Regions from separate parts of the Mus musculus genome. Here all the other regions are linked to region 1. The links are chromatin contacts, called in public Hi-C maps. All regions are on one chromosome and are shown on one strand. The core of a region is the stretch at or near the end of the contact, and the rest is flanking DNA. Distances in the headings are between cores, read along the strand shown. Region 1 has its middle 180 kb from the start of Mir6344. Region 2 has its middle 510 kb from the start of Mir6344. Region 3 overlaps Irs1 (insulin receptor substrate 1).

Region 1 (3,895 bases), core at 908-3,407:
GTCCCTTTATGGAGGGGAAGGTTAGCATGAAGTTCTACCCATAGCTGATGAGCCATTGGCAACTAATAGCTTCTGTGAGAAGAAGAGTTCTCTTTAAGAGGGTGACACCCAGGAGATCAGTCACACTCAAGGGGTTGAGTACACACCCAAGAGTACTTAGGTAAACACAAAATGGGCTTGATAAATAAGAAAAAGAAGGTATGGGGAGAAAACAAAAAAGGTGTGGGGAGAAAACAAAGAAGGTGTGGGGAGAAAACAAAGTGGAGTAGATAGAAAAGTGTGGGTGGATCTAGGGGGAGTCCGGGTATCATTTCATGAGTATTTTTGGATAGACCACCAAAATATGACCTAATACGACTAAAATATGTTATATAAAAGCCTCAAGATAGATAAAAAATTACTAAGATAAATAACCTCCACCTGCCAGGACCATAATAAAATAAATTGCTGTCTGTTATAAATTGCCTGCTTTCTGATATTTTGTTATAGTTATATAAACATATACACTTGAGTTTTTAAAAAATGTAATTTTGCATCATTTTATTTTCTGTATTATCATCTTTTGTTAGACGTTCTGTGATTGATGCATACTTGATAGTATGGTCCTAGCATCATTTGTTCAATCATCCTCCTATTTGTTCAATCACTTGCCCATTGACATTTGGTTCAATTGTAACTTTCCATTACTGTAGGTAAATATTCAATAGGCAATCTTCATACATCACCAGCCTCTGCCTCTTTTCTGCAATTAATTTGTGAACATTAACAAAATTGGTCTTTGGAAAAAAAATACATATTTTAGGGCTCATGTCCCAAATTACCAAACTGTGCTTTTGAGAGAGTAGGCCAGTTTAATGCTATCAGCCACACGAAAGTTATCCATGTCTTGTATATATAGAAGCCACTGTTGTATTGATTTTTTGACATCTTAGGAGTTAATATGTTGTAGTGTTGTTAGCTGGCACAATTGAACACTATCATTTGGTGTTTCCTCCCAGTAATAAAGTCAAACAGTTATTACTTTGCATCTACCTGGTGCTTCCTCCACTTAGTGATCGTTTTCTCATTAGTACCAGCTTCATTCTGAATAATGATTAAACAACAATAAATTGAAATATTTATTTACCAATTAATCATTAAATAATAAGAACATTCCAAAGATATTCTCGTGGAGACTAAAGAAAATGTCCCCACACCTCAAACAATCAAAGCCAATCAGCTATGCAGAAGATACACCAACTATCCATTCCAATGGACCCTGTAGTCTGTGCTGAATTTCAGAAATCTGTTTTCAATATTTATATTGCACAATTCATGTTTTTGTTATCTTTTTGCTATTTCTAACCACTCATTTCTTTTTCTTTACCATCAAGAGGATTTGACCTCACCACCACACTCTTGCAGAACCAGCGTTGCGAAGTACGGCAGAGTACCACAGTCTATTTTCAGCATAGTTCACAGATGGTGACAGCTACTATAGGAGATTAAGCAGGCAAACATAGGTATTCAGTGAAGCAGAGGCAGCAAATGCATTGTCAGCAAGAGAACCATGGGAGCCTTTCCTATAGTTACCTTCTCCTTTCTCCCTAACAACCTACCAGTAGCACTTTGATTTCCCAGTGTGTTGCTGATTCTACTCAAGCTTTCTGCTGTTTCAGAGCAAACACTGGTTGCAGTCACATGTTGTCTCTACCTGAGCCCGGACTCACAACACCAGGCACAAAAGACAAAACAGTGTCTATAGCTACAGATCTTAACCCCAGCTCCAGACCCACTGTGCTATGATTCCTTTTCTGGGGTTTACAGTGAACACTACCATGTGTCTTTCTAGTGTCATGGGGTTTGCCAAGTGTCAGGGTACACATGTCAGGGATACTTGCACAGCAACGTGGCCTTACTAAATATCTGTAACTGCTGAGTCCTGATAAACGATGTCATCCCTCCACACCTCACATCAAACGGAAAGCCACAGGACTTCCAGATGTGGGTATGCTAGAGACAGAAGCTGCCTACCAGCTTCTGTGCTTCTTTTCTGGTGATAGCAGAAGAAATGTGTCATGCACATTCTCTTCTGGGCAAGGCATTCCTAGCCTACTCAAACTTGATTGATGTGGCAAGCTCTTGAAACTTGGTCATTTTTTCTGTCCTCTGGGACACATTTATTTACTGAAAGCTCCAAGCACTTGCCCTTTGTTACTTGATTACTCTGATACCATGATCTCTCTAATCCAGGGAACCAATGTGCTCCATTCTTCAGAGTGCCCCAGTTCAGTTCTCTCTGAACTATGACAAGAGTTGAGAAAACCAAATAGCCCTGAAAAAAAAAAGGATAAGAACAGATGCATACCATCATTTTTCTCATGAGTGAAAAATGTTTTGTATCCTATTTTCTGATAGAGATAAGTAAAATAAACACACTCACCAGATCAAGATCTCGATCACTTATGTGGAGGGTATTTTAATCTCCTTTAGTAGAGTAGCTGATACAGTCCAGTGACTACACCTGGGTTATTACTAGGCATCAAACTGCCTCAGGTGAACTCCACGTTTCACCCCTAAGTTCTTATGGTGAATTACTTAACTCTTCTGGACCAATTTCTATACATATCAAATGGAGACTGCTACTGTAGCTGAATAATGGCCAGATAGGAGTTAAACGTCCTTTAGGCAGGAGGGCAAAAGCCATGGAAGTTATTGAGTTAGTCAAGTAATGTACATGACCTCCCCTAGATGGGTGAATGACCTTTCAGTTGGGCTGAGAGAACACACAGAGGACATGTGTCCCCTGCCCTGCCCCCATTCCCCCCTGCTTCAACTTGCAATGTGTTAAAAAATGACCAATCTGAATAAATATTGCCTCAATCTCCACCAAATTCACTCAGCAAAATCTTTAACAGCCCTTCTGGTAGGACAATGTGATGCTATTCCTCCTTGGGAATCCTTCCCATGCTCCTGATTTCCTCTCTTATATTAATTTAATAAATTTATATCGATTCTGCTCTCTCCACACCCATGTTGCCTCATCCACTGGCTCAGGGTGGCTTCAGTGGCTTCTAATCAACTGAAATTCCATCTCTAGTTACACTCACTAAAAGTCAAAAGAAGCCCTGTCATTCTCAAAGAACCCAAACAAATAGGGCAACTATATGGATTAAAATGAGAAAATCCATACAGAGTCCTAATAACTAGTCCTGGGATACAGTAATTACCAAATAAACGCCAACCTTCATCCAGTTCAGAGTTACAGCACAGCTTAATTTAATAAGATTCTACAACTAGAGTTTTCTTTTCTATAAAGTGAATCTACCACACATGTAGTTTAGGGTGCAATCATGGAGAAATATGAGACAGGGTTAATTTTTACACCACCAGCATTGCTGTGAGTCACAGATTATTCATGCAGTTTATAAACCGAACACAGAGTTATTAAGGCAGAATGTTTGCTCAGCTCCTTGATGTTCCCAACTCTGCACCATTTGCAGTAGCCAAGCTAGCCAGAGTGTAATGGATCATCATGTAGTATAATGATGGCCCTTCTATCAGGCTCCAGAGCAGAGTCCAACTGCCAGCCCATTCATTATGCACATGATCTACACAGGCACAGCATGCTTCTCCACCCACAGTATCTCTCTTACTTTACTTTTCCTACTATGCCAGGCGTTCAGTTACATGGCGGGAAGAGTTAGATACATACAGAATAGAAGGAGAAATCCATGTGGAGCATCCATGACCCCTTGCCTATGATGCCCTAGTTCACTAACCAGTCCAGATGGACGTCCCTCCCACTTTAACAGCTCTAGGACCCATGTTATATGGGGAGAAGCGAGCTAAAAAGAGAGCAACATTTTGTGTTATTTGTGTGTCTACTTACATGCTAAACAAATAGGATTGTTTC
Region 2 (3,895 bases), core at 576-3,075, 330 kb before region 1:
TACAAATGACATCACCTCGCGGATACCAGGTGCTCTACAGACCTAATAAAGTATTAGGCTATTTTATTCAGTGCTAATCTTTAATCTCTGTGGATTTCAACCTTGAATCACTTTAAAAATTTTATAAATGTTGGAAAACCATCTTATTTCCATTATTTCATATTATTTAACATATCACCATCTTGACTCCTTCATTTTGCCTTCATTGGAGCATAAGGAAGAAAGTAAAATTTATAGATATGGTATGCTATAATTAATGGGTACACAAACTTTAAGGTTTTTTTTTTTAATTTTTTTTAAATCTAGGTAAACTTTTTACCTAGTTTAAATTTGAAAATTTTGGGATGATTTATGAGTTGCAAAAAAAACAAAATCAAAAACAAAACAAAAAAGATAATTACCGTGGATCTTAATGTCATATAAGGAGACTCTCTTATAAACATCACCTGTCAATACGAAAGCTGATGGCCAATGAGCTAAGACAGGAAATAGGAGGTGGGATACTGGCAGGAAGAGAGGATTCTGGGAAATAGTAAGCGATAAAGAGAGGCTTAAAGAGAGCTTAAGGACTGAGAGATGGGAACGGAATGAGATGGGAGCCGAGATAGAAGACAGACATAAACTGCAGAGGGACTCAGAGAGACATTGAGAAGAGAAGAGGAGAAAGGTAGACTGAAGTGGCAGACATAGAATAGTTAAATGGGTTAAATAAGCTACGATCTAGTCAGGGAATGAGAAAAAGCTTATGTCCTAGGCATTAAATAATAACTAATTAGTCTCAGAGTCATCATTCTGGGAGCAGGACTGGGGAGGAAAAACAGATTTTAAAAATTATTTTAATAATATCATTATAATACTGATTAATTCTCAACATACCTTTTTGGAGGAGACATCTATATTTCAACCATAGCACATTGGGCAAAACATTGCTTCAAATTCCGTATATCTGCAATCCTCTGTGGCAAATATATTGGGTATTTTGAGCAAGTATTTGCTGAACTTGGCAGCGTAGTTGGCTGTAAGCGCTAATGTCCTAAGATAATGTTTAAGTTCTTGCATCTGAGTGCAGGCTACAAAAGAGTAGACATCCTTTAGCACTTTGGCTGCATTGTTTATTAGAATTTTTTATGTACATAGAAGGCAGTTTTCCTAGTGCTCACCAATATCATCATCACAGACACTCAGACACCAAGGGAAAACACTTTCACAGCACACACACACACACACACACACACACACACACACACACACACACTCATAGACATAAAGTCAAATTGCCATATCACTGAAAATAAATAGTTTTCAAGAGAATATTCCTTTAATAGATTTGTATAGGAAAAGAATGCCAAGAGTCAAATCAAAACCTTTATACAGGTTACATCTGAAGACTTAGGTGACTGTGTACCAGTAATAGCAAGGACTGCACAAGATCATGGCTTCACAGTGTAGTACTAAGGACAGGGAATTATTAAACATGATGTCTGAGTTTCATCATCTCTGTCACATAGCCTGTGTGCCCTATGTGAAACTTACTTAGCTTTTCTATGAGACAGTCTGTCCAGTTTTAGAAAGGAAAAGTGATAGTGCCTGCATCTAGATATGGAGGCTGGAGGCTGCATGTCTAAAAAGAGAAGCAGTAATAGTATTTAGGGGTGCCTGCTAATGACCTAAAGTCAATATACAAAACACAGGAGAATGGAATGTGGGGATTAGTGCATAGCATTCACTTATTCTATAATCATTAAAGAAGCAACAATGAGAGTAACTGCTGCCGTTCAGATATACACACGGCAAGGGTATGATTCAGCAAGGGTATGATTCAGCAAGGGACATAGTACAGAGAAGCACAGGAGACTTTGACTCACCTTTATGGATGGTTGAGTGTGTGGCATGTGTGCGGACGTGGCCAAGAGAAAGTGCCATCAGCAAGGTAGACAGAAAACATTGTTCCCCCTAAAAGTCCAAAGCATAGCTCCTGGGGAGATCTGGTTTGCAGTTTAGTAACTGGTGGCTAAAAGTCAGCAGTGTCAAATACCTTTGATCCAGTGTGTCTTAATATAAAAATGCATTTGTTCAGAATAACAAGAAAGTTTTCATTGAAAATGAACCCTTTCAACTAACATAAACCAAAGTGATCTATGCAGTACAGTTTTATTCAGCAATCAATAGGATTGGCATGCCACTTCAATACAAAGCTAAAGTACTCAGTTTCAAAACAGTTAACTGGCTCATATATCTTCATGTTATATATGCACATGTGTGTGAGCATACATACATAAACACACACACACACACACACACACACACACACATTAAAAGCCTCACTTTTACCTATAATGTAGCCATAGATATTTGTTATTCTTTCCTAAAATTCTCATTTCTTCTCACTCTCTACCTATGTATCTATGTATGTATGCATCTATATCTTTACTTACATAGATACATACCTACATACATACACAGTGAAAGAGGGAAGAGAGACAGAGATACAGAGATCTCCCTGCTAATGATCTAGAGTATATATACAAAATGCACTTAGATTGAAATATGTTAAGTCGTGCAGAATATTTATTATTCTACAATCACAAAAGTCAACAATGAGATTATAGATATTTATCTGTATAGATATATAGATGAGATGTAGATAGATTTATATTACCTATAGAGAGAAATAAAGATAGAGACAGAGATAATGGCAATACCTCCTTTCTAACTCCAGAATGTGTGATTTCCAATGAGTTCTCCATGGGAAGGTGTACTATTTTATTCATGACAGAAGATGTTTTTATTTTGACAAGTTCAGTTGTTCCACATAATTCACCCTTGGCTAATTATTCCATCTTTCAATGAATGGAAATTTGATGTTGAAAAGAGAGTTATGAGCTTCTCACATATAATTTTAAAATAATTTGAACCAGCTCAGAAATCAACTTGAATTATCCCTATAGTGTCTTCACATCTACCCTTACATATGTCAGTTTTCAAACACCAGCAATCTTTGCTTCAATGAACATAAATGTGTATATTTACTAGAATTCTGAAAAACATCAAGTTAAGCATTGTGATAACAAGCATTGTATCACATTATATGTTTTAAGGTGAATTATTAGCAACATAAGTGGGGCAATGCAGAGATGAAGGATTTCTATTATTTTCTCTTTTCTTTCCTTTTTTTTTTTTTTTTTTTTTTTTTTTTTTTTTACTTTTTTACTGAATATGTTTTTGCCAAGTTCTTTAGAGGAACTTTAATCCAGCAACATGGCTGCTCTGGCAAGGGATCACATCCAAACATATGATCAGCTAGAATGCAGTCATGCCCTGGATTACAATACAGACATAGTATTCTGTATTCCTGTAGTACATGCCTTTAATCCCTAACAGTGAAGGCAAAGTTAGTTTGTAAAATGAAGCAGCCATGTTTGAAAGTAATGTCTGATTGAGGGGCAGATAAAGGGACAAATCAAAGAAAGATCTGACAGAATGACTCATAGGTGGGATATGCCCAATTGTCAGGAGACCAGCACAGGAAGGAGAGGCAACTTGAAAGAGCAGTGCAGAGTGAATCAGTTTGATGCAGTGCAGTTGAGCTCAGTTCAGAGCAGTTCAGTTAGGAATTCAGAGGCAGTTTTTCCAAGAAAAACAATTCATTGAGAAGGCAAGAGAAGTCAGTTTGAATCAGTCAGCTTGGAGAGTTGTTTGAGCCAAAACAGCTGAGTTGAACCAGTCAGTCAGAGTTTACAGAGAACTAGAAAAGGTAAGCTTATTCAGCAATAAGCCTCTGAGATGAGAATTACATCCAGTGAATTATGTTTACAACAGATTTAGTTAATTAATAAATTTGTGATTTGTGTGTGTATGCACATTCATGAGACGTGGGGTACACTAAGTCAGAAGA
Region 3 (3,895 bases), core at 500-2,999, 280 kb after region 1:
ATGAGTATGCAAACAGACACATTTTCCTGGGTAGTGAATTTGTTCTACGGTATGGCATAATGGTTAGTGCTGGAGAAAGGGACAGCGTGGACAAAGAGAGGTTTACATAGCAGGTGGATGGCAAAGGGATAACATACCCATCTCTTGGTGTGGACATCCCAAATGCCAAGCCATCATGGATAAGCTAGGGAAGGGAAATAAAGCCTTACCCAAGTCAGATGCTTAAAAACCATATTTGCTAATTATAGGCTCTTTAATTAAGAGTAGGGCCAAACACGTCCAGAACCTCTCAGTCTCCTTCCAGCATCTATTTGGTGTTCTAGCTGCAAATAGTGAGTGATAGATACCCAACACACTAGCTGTGCCATACTCTCTCCAGGCATGAGGAAGAGACTGAACCATCATCATCTCAGGCTTGACTCAGGGATGACCAGAGGCCCAGTGTTTAATGCTTGGTTCTACTAACTATATGGAAGGCTGTCTTTACTCTCCATAGCTAAGAACCCCAGCCCAGCATGGAAGTCTTTTTGTTACTACTGACAAGGTTGTGCCTGCTCACACACCTGGAAGGACACCCTGCTTCTTTCAAGACTTTCAAGCAGCCAGAGCAGGTGAGGAGAGCATCACCTCCTGCTAACATCCACCTTGTCATGACAGCACTAGCCCCCCTGTCCTGTCACTACCAAGAAACTAGTTCTTACTTGGTTCCCCGAGTTGTCCTCCATATGCCTTCCAAAAAATCCTTTTCTCCCCAATGTCAGTTTCCTGGTATAGGACCTCTTTGTATGACTATCTCAGTTAGCGAGCTCAGCCAAGGCAGCATGAGGTAAATATGGGATCATTATCACCCCTAGCCACAGCACTTCACAACTGTACTATCTGTCATGGCTCTTACTGTCACCATGTGGTAAGCCATCTTCCCCTATCTTTAAGTCACCCATTTTAAAGGTATCCAAATACATGGTATATTGCTTTCAGGATGTTCCACTGTATCAAATAGGGTTTCCACACTATAAAATATTGTTTCCTATAGTACAGTAAGATTGTTTCTTAACACTTTGTCTCACATATAAATGAGAGCTAAAAGACAAATGCCAAGGAAAGACAGGATAAAGCTCTCTACTTCTGGCTTGATGATTCTTGAGTAGATCTACGTTTGTAGTTGGTAAGTTAGTCAAGAGTGTCCCTGACCTTTGAAAGTTAGCAAGAAATAGCCACACATGTAGCATCAGTACTGATTTGTCATTATTGATCCAGACGGTTGATCATTAATGGAGTCCCTTCATTTCCAGCTGGTTCTAGGGCTATGCTTTCGCCCAAAAGAAAGCTATCATCATAGCCAAGGGAGCATACCTGTTCTTTTCACAAAGAAGAATTTAAAAACCCTGTCTTAACAAGTCTTTAAAAAAGAATGCTGTGAAAGGTTGGTCTCATAAAGAAAAAAAGCCACTAACTTCCAGGTTAGCTAGAAGCCACTAGAAGCCCCATTAACATAAGCCCTTGGTTGGCCTGCAAATTCTTGGAAATAGATAAAGGCCAACCCCCTTTAATAGGAATTGAACACAAAAACTTAGCAGCTGATGTGCTTAAAGGAAACCCTTCAAGAAGCCAGCGCAAGAGATTTCAGCCTGGGTACCAGCAACTTCCAGTTCTAAGTCAGCCAAGTTTGATGCTTTCATCAACCCCAGCTCGGGTAAAGTCTAGAAGAAGCTGAACAAGAAAGGCTACCTTTACACTACTGACTCAATACAAAGCAAGGGAGATAGAAACCAGGAGACGATTGTCCAGTCTGTTTGTTCCTGTTCTCACCTCAAGTGTCAATAACCCCACATGCAGAGGTGCGTTAGTCATAAATATTCAAAGCCTAGGCCCCTTGAAAAACTCCAGCCAGCTTTACAGGCAAATGGTTGGGGCTGACATTGTTCACTGGTCTCTTTTTAGTAACTCAAATCCTTGAGGGCAGAGAGCAAGCGGCTTGCTTTCTTCTTACCTTAGCAAGAATTTGAGTCAGAATGCTTAAAAAAATTAAAAAGTCACTTTAACAATGAGAGTCTTTTCTCATACATTTGTAAAAAAACCAACTTTCACTTCCTATTTTCAAAGCCTTTCTAACTGACAACAAATGATGTCATTTGGCGAGTTCCTTGAAAACAATGAATTCTTATGACTAGAGACCTATTTATCTTAGAAATTGATGAGCATGCAAATGATTAAGATCTGCAACACTGAACATTGTACATCTGGTTGACTGAACACTAACCCGAACCTCAGCAGTTGGGGGTCTATTTATCTCTTTGAATAGAGCCAGGGGTCCCCAACCAGTTGATCAGGGCAACTGGGCAACTGCAGTGCCTCCCAACCCTTGCTCCTTCCTTGCAGCCCCACCCAGGAGGCTCAACCCTTCCCAGAAGTAGAGTGTTGCTCCTCCCTGCTGCAGGGCTGAGTTCACAGGGACTCAAAGGGAGCCTGATCATTGAATCTTCACTGTCATTTCAGGGAGTTTCAAGGCAAAGACAATTTACAGTTCCAGAGGAAACACCTTCAGGTATAGTCATTGCCATTTCTGCTGGATAAAGTAAAAAGTTCCAAGATCTATCGACCTTTCAAACAAGGAAAGGATTCACATTTTCACTCCTAACTAGATGTTTCAACAGCAGCTCACTAAGTTTTTATGTGCTCTCTGTAAACTGTGTTTTATTAGCTAACCACTAAAAGGCCAGCAAACACCAGGGCAAATGGGCCAATTGCATTCATTTCAAACACACATAACACGGAAAGTTCCCAGAACACACAAGGTAGGTGTCTTAGGGAACAAAACACAGAACCCTGGTCATGACTTAAAAAACAAAACAAAAAAAAAAAAAAATCTGGAATTTTAATTTCCAGTTAGCAAGAATGCACTTGTCTCTTGAGCCTTCTCGGAGGCAATGTATGAAATGAAACATGATATGTACACAGAAAAAAAGGATGAGGGTGGGTGGGGGTAAAAGCTTATAGAAGTGGGGGGAGGGTCCAACAGTGTCTAGTATTATGAACAGAAAGACATTTTCAGAATTTATAAACACCCACATTCTTCATTCCGAGGAGAGCTTTTGACTTGAAGGGATTGCTCATGTCTCCTTCTCTCTACAGTATTTACAATGGAAGTCTGTGGTTTCCTCTCTTTGTTATAGTTCGCTTCCATTCAACTTCCAATTCTAAGCCGACACTTGAAAACACCCCAGTAGAATACATCCTCCTTCTGTTTGGGAAAAAAAAAAACAAAACAAAAAAACAACATACAAAACTAAGCTTAATTCTTAAAAGGAACTCAGCTCAATATCAAGTTTATATTACAAGAGACAATATCAGCAAGTACAACTATACAGTCCAGAACCTTCTATGGCACTATGATTCTTATTATATTATTTTTCTGAATTAGAACCTGAAAACAAGGATCATCCCCTAGTCTACTCTTTTTAGCCTTGTTTTAAGCATTCATTCCACTCTTTAAAACAGAACATTGAACACCTCAGTTCCACATCAAAAAAAAAAAAAAAAAAATGTGCTGTAATGAAAGCTACATTTTCATTAAAAAAATTACATATATAAATCAAAACCTATGTTAAATATTTAATACTCTCTCCACCCAACATGAACAGTTCCATATGGAGTAATTTACAGAGGCGCATCATGGAACACGGTTTCAGAGTAGAGGAAACGTCGGTTGCAAATTTGATGAGAGTAAACCCATTCTCTTGGTGGTAGGAAGTGCACCAGCTCTTCGTGACCAGCTGTCCTTAAAGTTCAAGATGAAGTTTATGCACACTAATTGTTCCGGTGTCACAGTGCTTTCTTGTTGCTTGGCACAATGTAGAACGTGCAGTTCAGTCAATGAACTCCTGAGGATTGTACA

Evidence for each region. Hi-C and Micro-C count contacts between places; a contact is called where the count stands out from the background.
Region 2: a Hi-C map of pancreatic cancer cells shows a contact between it and region 1. The contact joins two enhancer-like sites. A contact is called at or near these places in 1 of 484 Hi-C or Micro-C datasets (pancreatic cancer cells) and 1 of 115 datasets of contacts at active chromatin or transcription factors (pancreatic cancer cells).
Region 3: a Hi-C map of liver shows a contact between it and region 1, with 4 times the contacts expected there. The contact joins two enhancer-like sites. A contact is called at or near these places in 3 of 39 promoter capture datasets (the 3T3-L1 cell line and liver), 3 of 484 Hi-C or Micro-C datasets (all in liver) and 1 of 115 datasets of contacts at active chromatin or transcription factors (liver).

The regions. Positions count from the first base shown.
Region 1 is chr1:81,948,289-81,952,183 of GRCm38.p6, forward strand. No RefSeq gene overlaps it. Among named protein-coding and RNA genes, the nearest start is that of Mir6344, 180 kb to the right of the region's middle. Within about 2 kb of position 2,158, at least 40 of the 459 cell types and tissues checked have an H3K27ac peak or open chromatin away from gene starts, as enhancers often do. A contact at or near this core is called in liver and pancreatic cancer cells, where this site is marked.
Region 2 is chr1:81,622,491-81,626,385 of GRCm38.p6, forward strand. No RefSeq gene overlaps it. Among named protein-coding and RNA genes, the nearest start is that of Mir6344, 510 kb to the right of the region's middle. Within about 2 kb of position 1,826, at least 14 of the 459 cell types and tissues checked have an H3K27ac peak or open chromatin away from gene starts, as enhancers often do. A contact at or near this core is called in pancreatic cancer cells, where this site is marked.
Region 3 is chr1:82,233,567-82,237,461 of GRCm38.p6, forward strand. Irs1 (insulin receptor substrate 1) reads right to left here. Exons shown (of 2, transcript NM_010570.4): 2 at 1-3,895. Among named protein-coding and RNA genes, the nearest start is that of Irs1, 56 kb to the right of the region's middle. Within about 2 kb of position 1,750, at least 24 of the 459 cell types and tissues checked have an H3K27ac peak or open chromatin away from gene starts, as enhancers often do. A contact at or near this core is called in liver, where this site is marked.